Regions from separate parts of the Triticum aestivum genome. Here region 1 is linked to region 2. A link is a contact called in public Hi-C data. All regions are on one chromosome and are shown on one strand. The core of a region is the stretch at or near the end of the contact, and the rest is flanking DNA. Distances in the headings are between cores, read along the strand shown.

What was found. A called contact is a pair of places that touch in the nucleus more often than the background predicts.
Region 1: a contact with region 2 is called in a Hi-C map of leaf, with 5 times the contacts expected there. The contact joins the promoter of LOC123158205 here to the promoter of LOC123155839 in region 2. A contact is called at or near these places in 3 of 5 Hi-C or Micro-C datasets (leaf and an unstated tissue).

Annotation. Positions count from the first base shown.
Region 1 is chr7B:462,179,383-462,183,684 of IWGSC CS RefSeq v2.1, forward strand. It overlaps LOC123158205 (protein RETICULATA-RELATED 1, chloroplastic), which reads left to right and starts at 2,417. Exons shown (of 8, transcript XM_044576286.1): 1 at 2,417-2,886; 2 at 4,253-4,302. The coding sequence starts at 2,551.
Region 2 is chr7B:462,026,114-462,030,490 of IWGSC CS RefSeq v2.1, forward strand. LOC123155839 (mitogen-activated protein kinase 11) reads left to right here and starts at 2,432. Exons shown (of 9, transcript XM_044573983.1): 1 at 2,432-2,884. The coding sequence starts at 2,858.

The sequences.
Region 1 (4,302 bases), core at 1,167-3,666, 150 kb after region 2:
CCCAACCTATGGCTAAAACAGTAGGTGTCAGGGTAAAATCAGCTGAAGAACTTAATTTTTTCAGGCTTTCCTTTGGCCGATCCAATTTTGGCTCGTCCAATAAATTGTCCGTAGCTCCGCCATTGTGTGAAACAATGCAAAAAAGAACTATTTATTAAAATATGGCGGGCAGCTGGCCACGTCGGCACATATGGGTCGGCGCTTTGGGTACCCAAATCTAAAACAGGCGGATGCCAGGCAGCCGGCCGACCCAAACGAACAAAAAACAGATAAAAGTGCCGTCCGTTTGGGTCGCCCCGTTGGAGTTGCTCTAACAGACGGAGATCAAAGCGTGTAGGCGAAGTGCAGATATGCCACACATGTGGGCGTTATCATTTGGAAAGATTTATCATATACTCCTATAGTACTACTCCCTCCGTCCGAAAATACTTGTCGAAGAAATGGATGTATCTAGATGTATTTTAGTTCTAAGTACATCTATTTTTATCCATTTCTGTGACAAGTATTTCCGGACGGATGGAGTACTTACTTGCTAAAGGAAATTCTCATCCGCACATTAACATAAGGAAAATGTTTGGGTACGGCACGCCGGCCGAAACTTCGGCCGGTCTCGCGAGCTCACTCGATCCCAATTGATCTAATCTGGCGGTTCCGTTTTTCCCGCACGCGCCCCCTTATCCCTTCTTTCGCCCACGAGCGCGCGCGCCTACTGCACAGCCGGCCGGCGAGGAGACCTCCAGCACCATCCCGGCTCGCCCCCGACGGCCGCATCACATCAGGGTGCAAGCTCTCTCTCGAAAAAAGCTGCAGCTGCCGCGCACAGCAGATGCAGCTCAGCTCTCTCTTGAAAAAAAGCTAGAGCGCTCGCGCCAGCAGATGCAGCTTCGCCGTCGCCTCCGCTTGCAGCCCAGCTCCCTCGTCGACATTGGTCAGCCATTTACCGTGGTCACCTCCTCCGTCCATTACCTACTGAACCTTTCCAGCACTGCGCAACACTGGTTGCAGCTTTGACCTCTGCGGTTGAAGCAAAAGAAAACATAAACGCCATGGTTGGAAGAAAGCCGGTTCCAGCAAATTTCATGGCTGTTTTTGTAGCACCACTAATGTTCAGTTCCAGCAAATCCCGTGGTTGGTTGTAGCACCACCGATGCCCCATTCCAGCAAAAACTGACATTTTTTTTGCTACAACCGGCGTCCAAATATGCTACGACCGGCGATCCAAAGTGCTACAACTGGCATATTGTTTTGCTACTATGGTGGTGACCACGGTGACCATGTGTCCACAGATGCTGCAACCGCTATCGCTAGATGCTGGAACCGGCATAATGTTTTGCTATTATGCGCGGTGACCGCGGTGACCACGATGGCGCGACGGCCGCAAAACCAGAGGCGGCAATGTTGAGAATGCTACAACCATGAGGCCACCTGCTGGAACCCGCAATGCCATTTGTTACAACCGTCTTCTTTTTGCTGGAACCAGAGAAGATCGAGGCTACGACTTGCGCACGGCGAGCTACAACCAGCGACAAGAAAAGTTACAAGCGATGCAATTTTTTGCTGGAACTACATATAGTGGTTTTCGCGAGTTACTTTGCCGCCTCCATGACCTTTGCAACTGGGAGGTGCCACCAGCGGCGGAGCTGTCACCTATGAGCAGCAGCGTCGTGGCCAGTGACGGCTACCCACGACCGCAAAGTTCGAGGAGGAAGTGTGGGGGAGCTGCTGCCGGCGTGCAGCGGGGCTGCAACCAGCAGCTCAAAAATGCAAGCATCGACGGCGGCGACCGACGGCGGCGGCGAGCGTCGACGGCGAGGCAACTCCGGGGAGCTTCGAGCGCCTGACCGGGATTCGCGACGCCGACGCCAGGTGCTTCGAACGGCGGCCGTGGGTGAGCCGTGCCTCGCTGTATTAGAATCGCATTTTAGAACGAAGCTGTTTGGATAAAGGAGACAATCGAACGGTTGTGTTTACGTTAATCGGACGGTGCACATCCGACCGGCTGAAAGTTTCAGCCGGCGCGCCGGCGCAGAGTGCTTCCCTTAACATAATTCGTCATTTAAAACTTCCGATTTGCCAAAAGTCTGACTTTCGATTTGTAACTAAATCCTTCATTTGGATATGAAAAATGTGCATTCCTCCCTCGCACAAATTAGGCGATCCAGGAGAGATCTAGAGGCGAGGGAATACGAGGCAAAATCGAAGGGGAGATCCCGACCCTGAGGCCGACGGGCGGACGTCGCATCCTGCCCCGGCCGACTGATCTCGCCTACCGCGGCATAATACCACCCACCAACCCCCGGCGGCGGCCGCGAGCCGCATCTTCCCAGCGCAAGCGAACAGGCTTTGAACAAAAACCCCCACACGAAATAAAAAGAGAGAGAAGTACGCAGCCCGGGCCCCACACAGACAAAAGTCACAAAACAACTCCAAGAGAGCAGATAAGCCCCTCTTCGTGCCGCGGCGCTTCGGCTTCGAAGGCAGGCAGCCAAGCCCCACCGCCGGCGGAGCCACCAACGCCACCATCCCATCCATCCCATCCCGCCGCCACCCATGGCCTCCGCCGCCTCCCTCGCCGTCTCCCACCACGGCCTCCTCGCCGCGCCCGCCCGCTCGCAGCCCCGCCCGCCCGCCCGCTTCGTCCGCTTCCCCCGCACCCGCCTCCGGGTCGCCGCCGTCTCCTCGTCCTCCTCGCCCCCCTCGCGGTGCGACCGCGACCGCGACCGCGCCGCGGCTGGCCTCGAGCGGTGCCTGGCCGCGACCCCGGCGCCGGCCTCCGGCCCGCCGGAGATGAAGGGCGGGAGGCAGCGCGGCTCGTTCGGGGCCGCCACGCTCCAGAAGGCGAAGCTTGACCTCTCCCAGAAGAGGCTCAAAGGCGTCCAGCCCGAGGTGCGTTCGTCACGCCGTTGGTTAAGATTCCTTGGTGTTGTAGCTTGGATTTTATGATTTTATCACTTGCGTGAAACGGAAGGCACTACTGAATTCCGATGCTGGTGTTACAAGATGAGTGAACGAACACGTGTCACGTGAGTTGCGTCCTTTGAGATGTTGGAATTGGCAGTTTATCTCTGTGTGTGTGCGCGCCTTCAGCATACGTTTCGTCCATGATCTGTGGTTCTCTGCTGCCCAAACGGAGCTCGTATTGGGAGGCCAAGTACTACCAAAAAAGGCTTCCGTCCATGATCTGTGGTTCGGAGGCCAAGTACTACAGTGGAAGCTATACAGAGAATGCTCGGATGAATCACATTCGTCCACTTCTCATTCAACAACTCACTTCCATAACGTCTCTGTGATTCCGTGGCATCGCAGATATAGTTCTGTCAAAACTGTGGTCTATATAACTTGAGTCCCTATGGCGTGTTCTGGACAAGGGTGATTGGACCAAACCAGAACATGGGGATTCTAATGGTATAAAGTGTTCATAAATAGTGCTAATGTGTATGCGTTCATTGCACTAGTGCACATAGAGGGATTAAGATTAAATTCTTTTGGTCGGTTTTGTTTTTGGGCCGTCAAAATGTTGATTGTAATTATTTTATATGTACTTAACTCCTAATGCACAAATTTGGCTGCTCATCCTCACCCAAATTGTTAATATTCTAAAACATTCATATACAGCAATATGTAAATTGGTGGAGATCTCTTTTATCTTCAAGCTGAACTTAGAGGGCATTCAAGTGCAAAAAATTGGGTGTAGTTTAAGTTGTCCAGTGCCGCACTTAGGTATTTTGGAGATTCCACTTTGAAGACCTCTTTTGATTCGCGCGATTCTAAGAACACAGGAATAAGAAAAACACAGGGTTGGAGTGCCATCTCATCTTGAATCTTATATGATTAGAAAACTTTGGGAATTTGCATAAAAAAGTGTTTGACATCACAGGAAAACTAATGAATTGTAGCAAGAGGTTTGAGTGGATGAAAATTTTCCTCCAAAGTAGAATGCAAAGGAATCCATAGGAAGTTTCCCAAGGATTCTAATCCTGCGAATCAAGCAACCCATACAGGAAAATTTCTGAAGGATTCAAACACTCCAAAAATCCTATGAAATTCCTTTCAATCAATTTGTCAGTTTCTATTTAACTTGACAATTTCTTCCTGCGGATATGCTTTTGGATGTTCCACTTTGAAATGGTAGTTTGTCTGTTAATATTTAATGTTTTCTCGTGCGCGCTTGGTATTGTTTAGTATCTTGTCTCTTAGGAAAGTATGTACAACTTCGTTCATTTACGATTCGTATCTTTACAAAACACTATAGCTGGCAACTGGTGGTGGTGGTGGAGACAATGGGAAACGAATTGGCTATGG
Region 2 (4,377 bases), core at 1,182-3,681:
GCCGCCGCTCTGTCCAGTCGACCACATATGTATCCGTCCGCGTTAGTACAGTTATTCCACCACGTGAAAATGTCCCCTTCGAATCCCAAATCACTCAACCTGCACCCTTCAAGCGCCTCCCGGAATGAATTCATGCATCCCTCCGCTCTATCCACTCCACCCCCCTTCTCCTCGTTACTTAATATCTCGTTAAAGTCTCCCATACAAAGCCAGGGTCTTCCCTCCTGATGTTGCTGCTGCAAAAGATGTAGTGTTCTCCAAGTTTCCTTCTTTCTGCTGGCCTGCGACTCGCCATAGACCCCGGTAAATCTCCACACCACTCCATTCTCCTTTGTGATGTCTGCGTCGATGTGCCTTCTTCCCATTGATCTCAAAGATAGATTAACTCCCCTCCTCCACAGTATTGCTAGCCCCCTACTTCTTCCTTCTGGGTTCCTAACACACATATTAACCAACCCCAACTTCCACCGATACCGCTCTAACTCCTTTTCGAACAACTTAGTCTCACACAAGAACACCACATCGGGATCCTCCGCCCTCTTGAGATCCAAGAGGCCACGAACTGCCGGGCCGTTCCCGAGTCCCCGGCAGTTCCAACTGACGATTCTCATTGCTCCCGGCGGGGCTGCACTTGCAGCCCGGCCGATACTAAGTTTGTGTTATCCACCTCCACCTGGCTTCCACCCTCCTTCTCCACCCTTCCTTTCTTCATGGCCTCATACTCCTCTCCCTTCTCATTGCCTCGCTTCTGGCCAGTTAACTTGCCAGCCCCTTCCTTCTCCACACCTCCTTGCTTCTCCTCCCTTCGAATCTTCTTATAAGTTTTCGGAACATAGCCGACCTTCCTCCCTGTCTCTCCAACATTAACACGGTTCGCGGGCTTCTCCTTATCTTCCCCGACAGTGCTGCCGCCCCCATTGTCACCTACTTCCTGCCCAGAGTCCTTCCTCGCAACTGACTGATCAACCTCGCTACCCTTCACTGCCAATACCCCGACTTCGCTACCCGTTGCGCCCCTGCCAGCCTCCCCGAACTCCAGCCTCTTCCGTTGCATCAATCCCCCTCTTGCACTGACTAGTTTACTGGGGCTATTCACCTCCTCCCCATCCTCCGATTTATCCCTGCTGGACCCTGAGTCAGTTTTATGCCAATTGAGGCTGTCGCTCCTTGATCTCCCCCCTGCCCCTCTGCTGCCAAGATTCCTTCCCCCACCAGAGCCACTCCCACTGCCATTGCCATAATAATTGCCTCTCCACATCCGCCCTTCTTCTCCCCCGCGTCTTCCCATGTCAGCCCGCAACCACTTCCCATATTGTGCCTTCTCCCCCTTCCCCAACCTCACCGAGCACCCCTTCTCCACATGTCCAAGCATCCCACACACATAGCAGAAGTCCGGGAGGAACTCATACTCAAACTTGCAGAACAGCCTTTCTTCTTCCTTCCTCTTTGCTCCCTCCCCCATCCTTTCCTCATCACTCTCCTCCTCTACATCCAGGTAGAAACCTCGCATGATTGGTTTAGATATTGGCATACGAACCTTAATGCGCAGGTACCTTCCCATCCTGGAACCATCAGCCCCCATGCCCATCTCTACAAACTTCCCCACCAAATTACCAATGTCCTTCGCCGTGTCCTCCTCCATCTTCCTTAGCGGCAGGCCAAAAACCCTAACCCAGATCGGCACCTCCTCGAACACATACTGGTCGATTCTCTTGCTAGGCACGAAATCCACCATGACCACTAGATCATTGTCAAACATCCATGGTCCTTCCTCCAACGCTTTCCTCTTCCTTGATTCCTGCTTGAAGGTGAACAGAAAGATGTTCTCCCCCAATTCCTTGCAGTCCACCCCCTTCAACGGACACCAACATCGCCCCAGCGAGAAGCTGATCGCATCCGGGTGCGCCGGCCTCTCAGACAGTACCTTGCCAATCGCCTTGATCTCCCCTTCGTTCCCCTTCGCCTTCGACGCCCACCTGATCTTCACCCCTTCCTCTCCTCCTCCGAAAGCTTCATCTGCTCCAACAGACCGGCCACCTTCTCCATTGATCTAGCACGCCTCAACGCCTCAGGGGAAACCTAGAAGTGGTGTATTACGGTCGCGTGCCCTAGGACGCACGCGAGAGGCTTATGGTGGGGGCGGGGCTCGCACCACGGCCAGGAGTACAGGAGCGACGGCTCTGCACCCGGCTGATCGGCGGCGAGATCTGATTGAGACTGGACGGGAACTACCAACGAGACCCGGGGGCGCAGTCGCCTCCGTGATCGCCGGACCTAACCTAACCGTCACCCAACGTGGGACGGACCCTCCGTGATCCCTGTCATCAATGTATTTTCAGTCTAAAGAAATTATATTTTTGGTCTAAAGAGAGCCCGAGTCTTGTGATCTACCTTTGGAAACGGCGAAACGCCACCGAGAATCCACGAGGTATAGCTGCCACGCACGCGGAGAAAACAGAGGAGAAAGAGAAGAGAAAATATCCCTCCCACATCGTCACCCCAGCTTCCTCCGCTGCCTCACCACAGCACGCCGACGAGCTCTCTCCACGCACGACGCCCCCTCCCCCTCCCCCCAGATCCGAAGCGACTGCCGCCGGCTCGCGATCTTCCCGAACCGTACAAAAACCCGGCCGTGGCGGCGGCCACGGCAGCCACGTACGGTGGCGGCGAGGGGTGTATGAGGAGCAGGAACGACTGCGGGAACGCGATTCGGAGCAGGAGCCGGTGGGGCAAGTGCGGCTGACCCGGCCTGAGCAAGGACATCCACGGCCGGTCTGTCTGTCTGGCGGGATCGTGGCAGGAGGGAAAAGAAAGAAAGAAAGGTCGATCTTGTGAAGCTTCCACCACGGGCTCCGAGATGCAGAACAGCGATTTGCGCAAGAAGGTTCGAGCTCTTGTATTCTTTGGCTTTGCCTGTTTAGATGGATGGGTGTAGTGAAAATGTTTGGGATGATGGCAATTCGAGTAAGAGGTCCAAATGGGTTTAATATTAGTTTAAGCGAATAAAACTAGGGGACATGCTATGACTTTGGGACATTTTTGTTTGCTAATGTTGTTATTCTACAAAGTAGCTGCTGTTTCTAGGGACACCTCCTTCACTCTTTGGTAGTACTTCCTCTGTAAACTAATATAAGAGCGTTTAGATCACTACTCTCTTATATTAGTTTACAGAGGGAGTAATAATTTATTTTTCCACATGCTACAAAGTAAGTGAATTGTAAATTTGCAGTGAGAGGTGTGCGTAGTTCTTGGCTCTGGAGTATGTGATTACATATCAAAGGAATATCTTTATATCTACCTGGTAGTAACAGCGGAAAACCTTTGCTCCATTCCACTGTTTGCTTGCAAGCTAGTATGTCATACTGACGCTGGATGATTAATTTGTAGGCGGAGAGGGACTTGCTCTGGTTTTGACATCAATACCACTGAACATCTGTGATTAATTTGCAGCAGTGTTTTGATTCGGAAATGTATCTTTGGCCCCTTAAACTATTGGCTGGGTGTAGATCTGGTCCCACGACCAGATATTTTTGCCCTTGAACTGTCATTTCGTGTACTTTTTGTCACTCAAGACGGGTTGACCGTTTCAAAGCGGTTTTTACTGATGCAGCGCCAGCACCATGTGTCTGCTGCATCACTAATCTCGTTCCAAAAATCCACAAACCTATTTAAAAAGCAGAGAAAGAAAACAAAAAAGGAAAATATAATAAAAAATGATATTTCATATTCTGCATTTACAAGGAATTTGAGAGAGAAAAAAGGAGCAAATCCGACATTTTTTGGTTTATTAGAAGAAAAGCAATTTAATAAACGAGTCATAATCTCCTTTTATTTGCAATTTCTTGATTTTCCTTTTGACTATTTTTTGTTTTCTTGATTTTTGAAAATATGAGTTTTTGTAAATAAAAAGAGTTTCTCGAGTTTTTTTACCCCATTATGCTGTGTATGATTTTACTCTTTTTTCCCCTTTCTGATAATTTTCTCCGTTTCTTCAAAACTGATGTCTTTTTGCTAGATGCATTGATATCTTCGTTTGAAGTATATATATATTTTGCCTTTTTATGCTTCTTAATTAAATTTTAGGAATTTCTGGGAGGAAATTGGTAAGACTGCAGATATGTGATTTGGCCTACATGTAGATGCCGCAACGATCAAAACCATTTTGGAACAGTCAAAACCACCTCGATTGAGCAAAGGTATACAGTACTGAGAGTTGAAGGGTGAAAGTACCGTTTTAGGAGTTGACGACCAGATCTACACCCAAAACAATAGTTTAGGGGTCAAAAGTACACATTTTCCTTTTGATCATAGAGTAACCAAGTGGTAGTACCATCATGGATGGTCATTGTCTTCTGTCTTTGGTAGGTTTAATGTGTA